Regions from separate parts of the Rattus norvegicus genome. Here region 1 is linked to region 2. Evidence: chromatin contacts called from public Hi-C data. All regions are on one chromosome and are shown on one strand. Each heading gives the region's core, a stretch centred on a gene start, on an enhancer-like site or on the middle of the called end of the contact. The rest is flanking DNA. Distances are from core to core; before and after follow the strand shown. Region 1 overlaps Zbtb20 (zinc finger and BTB domain containing 20). Region 2 overlaps Zbtb20 (zinc finger and BTB domain containing 20).

Region 1 (5,382 bases), core at 1,160-3,659, 500 kb before region 2:
TCTACTTCTCCCAAATTGATCCTAATAAAAGGAGTCATTGTTTTTTGTTTGTTTGTTTGTTTGTTTTTTTGTTTTTTTTCTTTTTTGGTAAGGAAGTTTTAGATTACTCTTTGTTTGAAGATAGTCGAAGACAGCAGAGTTCAGTATTCCAGGAATAGTTGGAAATACTACTGAAGCATTTGTTAACCCTTCCCACTTCATAATCAGAACTTTAAGTCAAGAATTTTGAATTAAAAAATTTAAAACAATTAGTGAGATATTATATGATTATTACTACATTAACTATTGAACAAAATACCTTACTGGGTGAACTAATATTCAGTGAAAGCATATTTCTACAGTAGAAAAGAGCTAAGCATTAGACTTCTTTGCTAGAGGAAAAAAGATAAAATGAAAATTTGAATTTATAAATATCCAACTCTGATTTCCACCCAACATATTAATATAGTAAACATGCATTAGTTTATCTTGTTCTAGAACCAGAGAAAAATATTTTGTTTTGCTATGTTATAGTTTCTTGTTTTTTTGGGGGGGGACTGATGATTGAGTGTAGGGCCTCATATACGCACTTTCCCAGTGAGTTCTATCCCTGGCCTTGCTCCTAGGCTGTTTTGTTGTTGCTGTTGTTATTTTGTTTAGGTTTTTGTTTATTTAAGACAATTATTCACACTGGTTTTGATCTTGTCACTTTTCCTCAAGTAGTTGAAATTTCAGACTTGTCACCAAGTTGCTAGAATGCAGATTTATTTCTGATGTAGATCAGGCTTGATCCCAGGCCTCAGAATTCTGAATAAGTAGAGAAAGGTCCCATGTTTTGTATCTAAGGTAACATGGTAACTGGAGTGGGTATGTGTAGACTACTAAACTAATAAGAAACAGGTAAATAGGATGTATTCATAATGTCAGAGGTAGTATTCATGACACCCAGTGGGTAGAAGGATGGACAATGGATGGAGATGGGGAGTGGAGTCATGACTAGCATTTCAGAGGATATAGCACCCAATCTCTGCACAATGTAAAGGAGCCAGTCATGGGAAGGACTAGAGATAGCTGATGACTGCAGTTTTACAGGCTGCCCTGGCCTGTGTATTGAGTATGCGAGTCAGTGTAACCGTGGCAAGGAGGGAAGTCCTGGTATTAATTTGTCTGTAATTAATCATTCTTCAATCATTTCTTTCTCCTAATACACAAGATATATTAATTTTTATTTTATGCGTTTGGGTGCCTTGCCTGCATGTACAGGCTCTATGGGCTGTGTCAGAGGAGGCTGGGTGAGTCCTGGTATCAAAGGAAGAGCAGCCAGAGCTCTTAGCTGCTGAGCCATGTCGCCAGCCTGATCAATTACCTGAAAGTAATATTATCACCTTGTCTTCTTTTTCTGCATATAAAGACTGAAAGTAGATAGAAGGTTGATCTATAGGATCTATAAAGGAATAGTCATAGGTGTTTTATTTTTACTGTTCATCTCATGATAGCCTACAATTTAGCGCAGAATTGTTTATGAACTTATAGTTATCCCCCCAGGGAGGTTGAACGGAACTTACTCTCACCTACAGTTTTGTCCTGAAAGAAAAATTTCTACAAATGCTTCATTCACAATTAAATTATTACTATATAAGAAGATAAAAGTATTTGGTGAGAACCTGATGGCAGGATATTGTTCCCTGAGTTTCACATCTATAATCAATGCTGTGTGCACCTCATTATTGGCTCAGTGAACAACATGACGTGGGAATGTGGGACCAGACAGAGGGAAGGAGCACGTCTGCGGTGAAAATGTAGCAGAGGGATAAAACCAGCCCACAGACTGCTAAGTGTGTAGATATCAAGATATATCATTTTTACTCAAGAAACTAAAACACACTCAGTGTAATCTTGAAGAGGCGAAAAATATCCCAGTTTGCAAAATAAACTGTCCTGTGTTTAATATCAGCATTGTTATTGGTTAAAAATTAACCTTACTAAGGAAATTCTTATAACTCTTTCTATCTCCATTATAAAATCTGAAATGAAGGAGTGTACTACTTGGCTTTCCAGAAATACAATAATACATAATTTACAATACATAAAAATTACCATCCAACTTGTTCCTGAGATAAGAGCCTGTAAAGAAGATCTGCCCATACATCTAGAGTGTTAAGTCACCATGGACAAAGGCTGTTACTATATTGAGGACTCAATATATGAAAAACAAAATAGAGGGTGGTTCTTATGAGTTGGAAACATGTCCTCTTGTAGACTATGGCTTTTAAATGAGTGCTGGTGAAAATACATACATGGCTTTCAGACTAACTTTGACACTTCCTGCCTCCCTGAAATGCATGTATGTGAGCATGTATCAGCGCACAGTAAGAGTTGAGCTGTATCCGTGGGCTGGCAGGCCGTGCAGAGTACAGCACACGCCCTTCACATCAATCCTGCTTGGCAAGTCTCACCACCTTGGCAGAGCTGAACTGAGACCTAGAAGCACTGCTCATGCAGGCAGCAATGTAGCATTTAAAATAATATTTAATTTATTCAGTTTGCCACATTTTTCAGCAGCTACATTATTTGCTTTTGTTACAAAAACATGGTTACAGTCTGCACACAAAACACTAAATAGATACTTGTTCATTTCAGGAGATCTAGATACTCAAAATTGATATTTAAATTTTTCAATGTATTTTTCTACCATCTGTATCAGATTGTGAGCTGCTAAAAGCAGAAACTGAAGAGCTCTTAGGTAACTTACAGAGTATCTTATCAGCTAATCCAGTTGTTCTACAAGAGAGGGAATGGCCACAGCAAACTGAAGGCCTCTCTGGAGGGAGACAGGTATGCTGTGAGAAGTTCCACAGTGCATTGATCTCTTACAGAGGGGTTCCTTCAATTTCATCAGGGCACTAAACAATGTTGCTCACTCCTATTTTCTAAGTGTTTGAAAGGTTGGGGGATTCATGAAAGTATGTAGAGAAAATAATGGCTTTATCAACTTACCTTACTCATCAAAGCGTGCAGTTCATCTAGCAATCTACATAACTGAACTTTAAAATCAAATGGAGTCAGTGTTCAAATACTTTGCTATTTGTTTCTAAAATTTTACCTTCAAAAGTATTGTTCTAAGGCTGGCTTTAGTGGCGTGGGCCTTCAATTCTAGCACTGGAGAGGCAGAGGCAGAGGCAGAGGCAGGCAGACTTCAGTGGGCTCAAGGCAAGTCTTGTCTATACAGAGCAAGTTACCAGATATCCAGAGTTACAAGGCGAGATCCTGTTAAAAAGCAAATACATAAACAAATAAATAAAAAACAGGCACTCTAGAGCTAAAAAAACTATGAAAAAACCCGTAAATCATAAAAACATCGTTGTGTTGTGCCTATAAACAATACATTCCTAGTTTCCTACAGTCGCAGTAGTATAAAGTATTAGCAGTCTTTTATCTTACTGGAAGAATGAAAATTATATTTCATCATTGTCTTATGTCCAGTTTATATCAGATTTCACGATATTTTTAAAAGTTCATTGCATATTTAGATTTTTTCCTATTATCTGTTAAATGATTTATATTTTTCCTTGTTTTCGTTTTTTTTTCCAAAAAGCTTTTTGTGTGTTATTGAAAGTTAAGTTTGCCTGAGTAATGCAGAGAGCTGGCGAGGTGCTCTTCCCTCAGGAAGAGCACACCAGTTGGTTGTCCAGTGTCAAAATTTTAAGCCTGAAAGTACACATGCAAGTAACATTCTGTGGACTCCATAGTTTATATTTAGCAATATATATGCTATATATATGCAATATACATACGCATATATGCATGCAATACAATAAGAGAGGCCATGAGTTTAAGAGAAAAAGAGAATGGGTGTGTGTGTGTGTGTGTGTGTGTGTGTGTGTGTGTGTGTGTGTCTTGCTATGTGTGTTGGAGGGAGGAAAGTGAAGGGAAATGAGCGTTGTAATTAAATTACAATCTCATTTTTTTAAGTACATAGAAAAAGTGATCTTTGTGTTCATACTTTTCGTTATTAATTTCTTTTTGCCCTATAGTATTTTTATACATTTGTACTCACTGCTCATTTACTTTGTGACTTAGAACTCAAGTGTAGAGAACTTAGTTATATTTTCTTGTAACATATTTGTGGTGCAATCTTTTAGTTAATATTTATGTTTTGATTTTCCTAAATTTTACATTCTATGTACTTTCAAAATGCATTAACTCTTGTTTTTGAATAAAAGTAGCAGTTTTATTTTTCACTTGAAATGAAAAAAAAAGCTCCCATTTTTTCCCCATAAACTTCTTAGGAAGAAAGAGCACAGAGGCAGAAGAAAATACAGTATTATACTGAGAATTGAAATGTCAGAATTGACATGGGTTTAGCAGTCACTGATGTCTACTGTTCGTGACACAGGACTTCCCAAGAAATTCTCTCCTTTACAAGAATAAATTATTATATTTTGATTGTCTAAGCAATGATTAAATCAGTGAAAGCATCATAGAATAAATCAAACCCCTAGTGAGATACTTTTAACAGCAAATACAGTTCATATGGTAATGTTAATTTCACTTACTTAAGAAAAGCACTTATCAGTAAGACCCTATAACTGAACAAATGAAATAAAAATTTGAACATTGTAATTTATTACGAGATGCAATAACCAGGTGATAAATAAATTTATTTGTGTCTTGAAAAGTTGGCTTCATGTAGTCATTATTAAAAGGCAATCTTTTCATATGATTTTGTTTAGCTTTAAAGGGAGCTTAGGCTAAGAATTCTAATAGCTGGTGTCTTTACAATGTTTTATGAAAAAGCAGTTACAAAGCATAATGTTTAGCAATAAAAAGAACCTTATCCGGCTTACCATGTGTTTCTGATGGTTTGATGACAGGAGGGGTAAAGGCTGTGTCATGCAATCAGTCATGTCACTAATTCTTCTTCTACTTTCAACTTAACTTTTTATTATTTTTGAGTATATGAGTGCTTTGCCTACATGTACAGCTGTGTACCATGTGCGTGTCCAGTACCCACAGAGATCAGTAAGGGATGTTGGTCCCCTGGACTTGGCATTGTGAATAACTGTGAGCTGTTATGTGGGTAATGGGAATTGATCTTTAGTCTTCTGAGAACACAGCCACTGCTCTTCATTTCTGTGCTACCTCCTTAGCTCTATTTTTAATATTATTCAATCATATGTAAACATTAATCATATATTTTTATATTCTAGCCATAACAAATTCAGTGTAAAACTATTTGGGAAATTCAAAAAGCAAGAATATAGACAGTAAAGGTATCTTTCATACAATTATTACTATTAGAGGAAAGTTATTAATATATTGGCATCTATTTTCAAAACAATGGGCCATTGCTCAAAATATATAATTTATAGGTCGTGATTTTTGTTAGCTAGTAATATAATC
Region 2 (5,121 bases), core at 414-2,913:
ACAGATGATTGGGTGAAAGCTCTAGAAAACCTTGCAGTAACTAAAAAGAAAGGTTTCCCCACTTCCACCTTCCATTACTGCTGAGTGGAACAGTTTTCTGCTCCAACCATTCTTTCTTGTCTCATCGTCTTCCTAGGTCCAGTCTTTGCCTGGCAAATACAGCATATGACTGTTAGTATAGCAAGGAGGCAGTTCTTGAGACATCCAGCCCCCACACATAGTGCTCCCAAGCTCCTCCCCTGGGAACGGAATGATTTGATCAGCAGCAGGCAGAGCTGGCCCAGGGAAATAAGAGCTTGGCATAGAATCTTAGGGCCCTCCTGCTGCAGGGGCCCTCAGGAGAGTTGCTTCACACCCACCCTCCTTCGACTGGCTGGACAGTAAAAAGATGTGAGAAAACAAATTCCTGGCCGAATGAACAGAGCACTAAGTGAACGAGAGAGGAGTCCTCTGCTCCTGAAGCCTCTGCCATCCACTTGAATAGAAAGGCTAACTTTGAAGGCACTCTGTTCTCCTCGGCAGGATTTTGTATATACTCAGCTTCGGAATATGGTAGCCATCTGCCGCCAGCACATAAGACTAAGGAAGTGTCGGGGTGGGTAGGAAGAGGCTGGGAGGGAAGAAGAGAGACACTTAAAATGAGCTAAGGATCTGCTTTGTGTTGGAGTCAAGGTTTCAGAACATCAGTCCCATACTATAAGAACAAAACACCAGTGTGTCTTAGGCCACACCAGGCGCCGGCACATCAGATAAGGCCCGTGCTGTGTAACGTTCAGCCACTGAGCTTCGAGAAGTTCTGAAAGTGAAATTAGAGGAGCAAACCAAGGAAGCCAAAATGGGAAAGTGCTTAGAGTAAAATATGATCAGAAGGACGCTGCAGATATGTGTCTTTGGGGTTACAGTAGTTCAAACATGACTCTACTAATTAAAGACTTGGGGAATAGTCTAAATCCGAGGAACTTAAAGATCTTCAGACTACAGGGGAGATGTCTCCATCCACTGCAAAGGCATTGTGAAGCCTTTGTACAGTCACAGGGTGAGAGTGACCGAGCTATTGTGCATTGTTGTGCACTTAACCACTGATTAAGAGCCGCAGATCTCGGTCCTGGCGGCAGGAGTGGGTGGTCTCTTACAAACAAAAAGGCCTAGTAAGCCAAGCCGGTAAAGCCAAGAATGGCTCTGAAAAGCAGTGAATAGCTCAGAGAGCTTCCTCTTTCCCTGATATTATCTGTATAAATTACCAGTTATGGCGCAGAATCATGTTGATAATTTATATACCAAAATGGCATGCCAGAGAATAATAATTAAGCTGAGATGTACACTAGTGAAAAAATTACCCCAGTGAAGTTTACTTCTGAGAAAGATTAGCTAATTAGCCAAGGATGACATTTGAAGGCAAGTCCCCTTCTACCCTTAATAGTAGTTCTGTCTCCACTTTGAGGAATTAACAGGATTGCAAGGCAGAAATATTTTCTGGCATGAAAAGGAAAGAATTCCTTCAGAACTATAAGCAAAGTGAGGCGACAGTGAGAGTTGTGGAAAAGCAGAAAATCAGATCACCACGCATAGAAAATAGTTGCAAGAGCATGTCGACCTCAGCGCCCTGGAATGACCAAGCCAGGAAATAGTTGTTGGCTGTACGAGCTTTGGCCGTGATTCCTATCTGCCATCAGAGACGAGTCACACACAGCTGTGATGCAACCGCAGTTGTTCTTAATGTCCTCAGTCTGTCTCATGCACACTCTCTCATCCCAGGAGCCCAGTGTGCCTTAAGACTCTGTTCAGCTTCTCCCAAGACATCCCCGTGGAGCATAAACGTCTTCATTTATAGATGAAATAACTGGTCTACAAAGGCACGACTCAGTTCTCTGCCTTTAAATGGGAAATGATTAATAGTCATGATGCTGACCCAGCACGTTGTGCTATTTTTCACGTTATTTTGGGCTTCTCAGACAAAGGACATATTTTATCTTTCTCATTATTATTTTTAATTAGTTTTCAGAAAAGTCAGGATTAAAAAAAAAAAAAAGAATCTAACAAATATCCCATAGAGATATTTGGTGTTCTCTCTCTTTTCAGGAATAAATTACAATCTTCTCTGCTTCTCTGTGCTGGATCTCTGCAGATAGTCACAGTCTCATGCCAGCTTTCAGAGGAATAAGGGCTCATTCTAATGGCTGGATCACAGTCCCTTCTGTGAAGAAACAGCCTTTGAAATTCCTGTCTGGACACTGAATAACTTGTTTTCAATTTAAGAACTTTTAGCAGCTTGACCTGAAAACTTTTAAACATTACTAATATACAACCTGGTTGTGAGTTTAGCAATAAATTTAGACCCAGTGTGTGAAAAGCCAAAGAGAAGACTAGTGGCTTTTATTCTCCCTGGTGACCTGCTCTAAATGTTGCATATTTACTTTGTAAATGAGGACACCCAGTGGCCAGCAAGTGAAAATATTCTAAACAATCCTCGCCACTGTTAACACAAACATGACGAACAGCTGTCAGCACGCATTGACAGAGGCTTCCAGCATCTACCACCAAGCACTGCTTTCCTTGGGTCAGGCAAGGGTTGAGCCTGATAATTTTCTACCTCAGGTCCCAGAATGTGTGTCTCTTTCCCTTTTGTATAAGCATGGCTCATCTTTGGGGTCCACTGAATCTTCAGTGGCAGAAGGGCCTGGTAGAATATTCCTTAGGACAGATGGAGTCAGGAAGTTGAGAATAACTTGGCACAGATCAGAAATAATAAACAGATGAGTGTGGTTTAAAAGAAGTGAGGTAAATTCATAAACCAATTGCTTTAAACCATAAGTTCATAGTGAAGAGAGAACCACGGTTATTAACTAATGAGAGGGCAAGGAAATTAAAAACAAAACCCAAAAGGAAAACCAGACGTGGGCCACCAGAGATTAGAAGGACCTCCTGGAACAACGGGTAGACTCACCTCAGAGAAAATGGACCCTGAACTCCTGTGCTCTCAGCCGTGTCTGTACAGTGTAATGGAGAAATAACCAGTCACTTAGAGAACACCTACCGCTTTGAGGGAGTGTGTGGGACAGCATCAGAGATCCAGTTAGCAACCTGTGTTCTTTCAGTTGTAGTTATAGTTGTCCTTGTAGTTGCATTGGGTAAGGTAGACATACACAGTAAGACAAGTGAAAATGGAGGAGGCATTAATTTACTGTCATTATAAATTATCTAGTATGTGTATAGAGTACAGATTTATTCCTAAACATTCTAGTATGCAAACCATTTCCTTGTTTATCTCAAGAAAGTTAAACCTAAGACTGCTGTGTACACGGTTTATATAGAAGTCAAAAGAAGTCTCAGGACTGTCTTCCCATCCCCAGGTTTGTACAATACATGGGAAGTCCAGGGAAGAGGTCAGATCCTTGGTCCATCGTGAGCTTTGTAGTTGCCATTGCTCAACTCTCCACAAAGATGCAGCTGAGTCTGGTCCTTTTGAGTTCTAGGAATTGTTTCACTCACTGTGATTATAGGTGCCCTCAACAGGGAACCTAAGTCCCTAAGATCACTATTGCTCGTAAAGTAGTCAGTGCCTCTTTGTGTCTAGTCCCCAAAACTACGCAAAGCCATTCCCCACAAAGCGTTAGGTACGAGTTGATTTCCTTCAGTTTTGTTTGTGAGAGCCTTTGCTGAGATAGGGTCTTACCACATAGCTTGAACTGAGAAATCTTCCACCTCAGCCTCCAGAATGTTGTAACCACAGACATGAGCCACCATGTTTGGTTGCCTTTAATATTTTAAAGGAAGAAGATGATTTTTCTTCTCAGTAATATCACCTCAATCTAATTTCAAGGCACCAGACTCCCTTCCCTCCTTCATATCCTAGAAAGAGCTCAAATTAATTCCTTTTAGAAGACCAAATTGAGAACAAAAACCCTTCCTTTTAGGGATTAATAAACCCTGAAACCACATCTCCCTTGGATGAGGGAGACCATGTCCCTCAATACTTCCGACCTACAGGAGGAGGAAGAGGACTCTTCTAAACTTTTTCTCATTCTATAACAACAAACTAAAATTTAATAGTTCTACTTATACCTCCAAGCCAGTGGAAAGCAGGAAAAGAAAGAACTCAGCATACACTTGAGTAATCATGTGAAATGTCCCAGGAAAAGGAGAACTTAGAATAAGTTTCATGGAAGGTTGTAAGGTTTGGTGAGTGGGAAAGCCCACTAACTTCAGAACTTGTTATAAAATAGCAGGAGAGAGTGTGGGATGAATGCAGGCGGGAGACCATGACACAGTGGTACTTCACTAGTCTTGCACATCCTAGAGTCCATCACCAACCCCCAAGTGAGCCATGAATACAATATATAATATATGTGGAAACTGGCAAAATGACCAGGCTCTTGAATCAGTACAAAGATTCTGTTAGGGAATACCATAAGAATCAAACCAACAAACGTGAGACAAGACTGTAAGAACATGGGTAAGGAGTCGTAGAGCTCGGTCCTTCTACTCTAATCCATAAATAATATTGGAAATATTACAGAACAGGGTATGGAGATAGAATAAAATTAAAGCAAAGTACTCCTTATGAGCATGACGGTGAAGAGTGCTTTCAGCTCCACTCGGTCACCAGTGCTTCCTGAGGCTTTCGAGCTCTATCAACACTTTTCACTTGCCTAGCATCATCATCTTAGCACAAGAAAGGAACCAGAGGTTCATTTTAATTTTTAGATTTTTACATTTGAAGATAATTTTCCTTATCGCATACATAATCTAATATATTCATTAGATTATGTTACTGAATAACATGGCATTTAGATGCAAGTGTATAATGTCCACAAAGCTGATTCTGTATTGGGTCATCACAGATGGGCAGTGGAATTGCAGCTACTTACTGTCTTAAGGTGGCCTACACACATCACCTCTGAGCCGCCATTTAACCATTAATGTACCAAAGCACTGGGGTGGAAGGCCTGCACCGTTTATTAGGAGAATGTATAACAACCCCAGTGCCCGGCTTCCTTCCATAGGGAAAGATCCTGTTGCCCACAGTGCTGCCTCTGAATTCTCCTTGTCATGTTGGAGGCAGCATTGTGTTCAGAAGACTCAGAGCAGTGTGAGCATGAATCTGAAGTTCTGCTTTAGAAG

What was found. A called contact is a pair of places that touch in the nucleus more often than the background predicts.
Region 1: a Hi-C map of psoas muscle shows a contact between it and region 2, with 1.8 times the contacts expected there. The contact joins two enhancer-like sites.

Annotation. Positions count from the first base shown.
Region 1 is chr11:71,110,243-71,115,624 of GRCr8, reverse strand. All of the region lies in intron 3 of Zbtb20 (zinc finger and BTB domain containing 20), which reads left to right. Among named protein-coding and RNA genes, the nearest start is that of Zbtb20, 180 kb to the left of the region's middle. Within about 2 kb of position 2,409, at least 9 of the 93 cell types and tissues checked have an H3K27ac peak or open chromatin away from gene starts, as enhancers often do.
Region 2 is chr11:70,605,168-70,610,288 of GRCr8, reverse strand. The region is part of intron 9 of Zbtb20 (zinc finger and BTB domain containing 20); the gene reads left to right. Among named protein-coding and RNA genes, the nearest start is that of Mir568, 48 kb to the right of the region's middle. Within about 2 kb of position 1,663, at least 58 of the 93 cell types and tissues checked have an H3K27ac peak or open chromatin away from gene starts, as enhancers often do.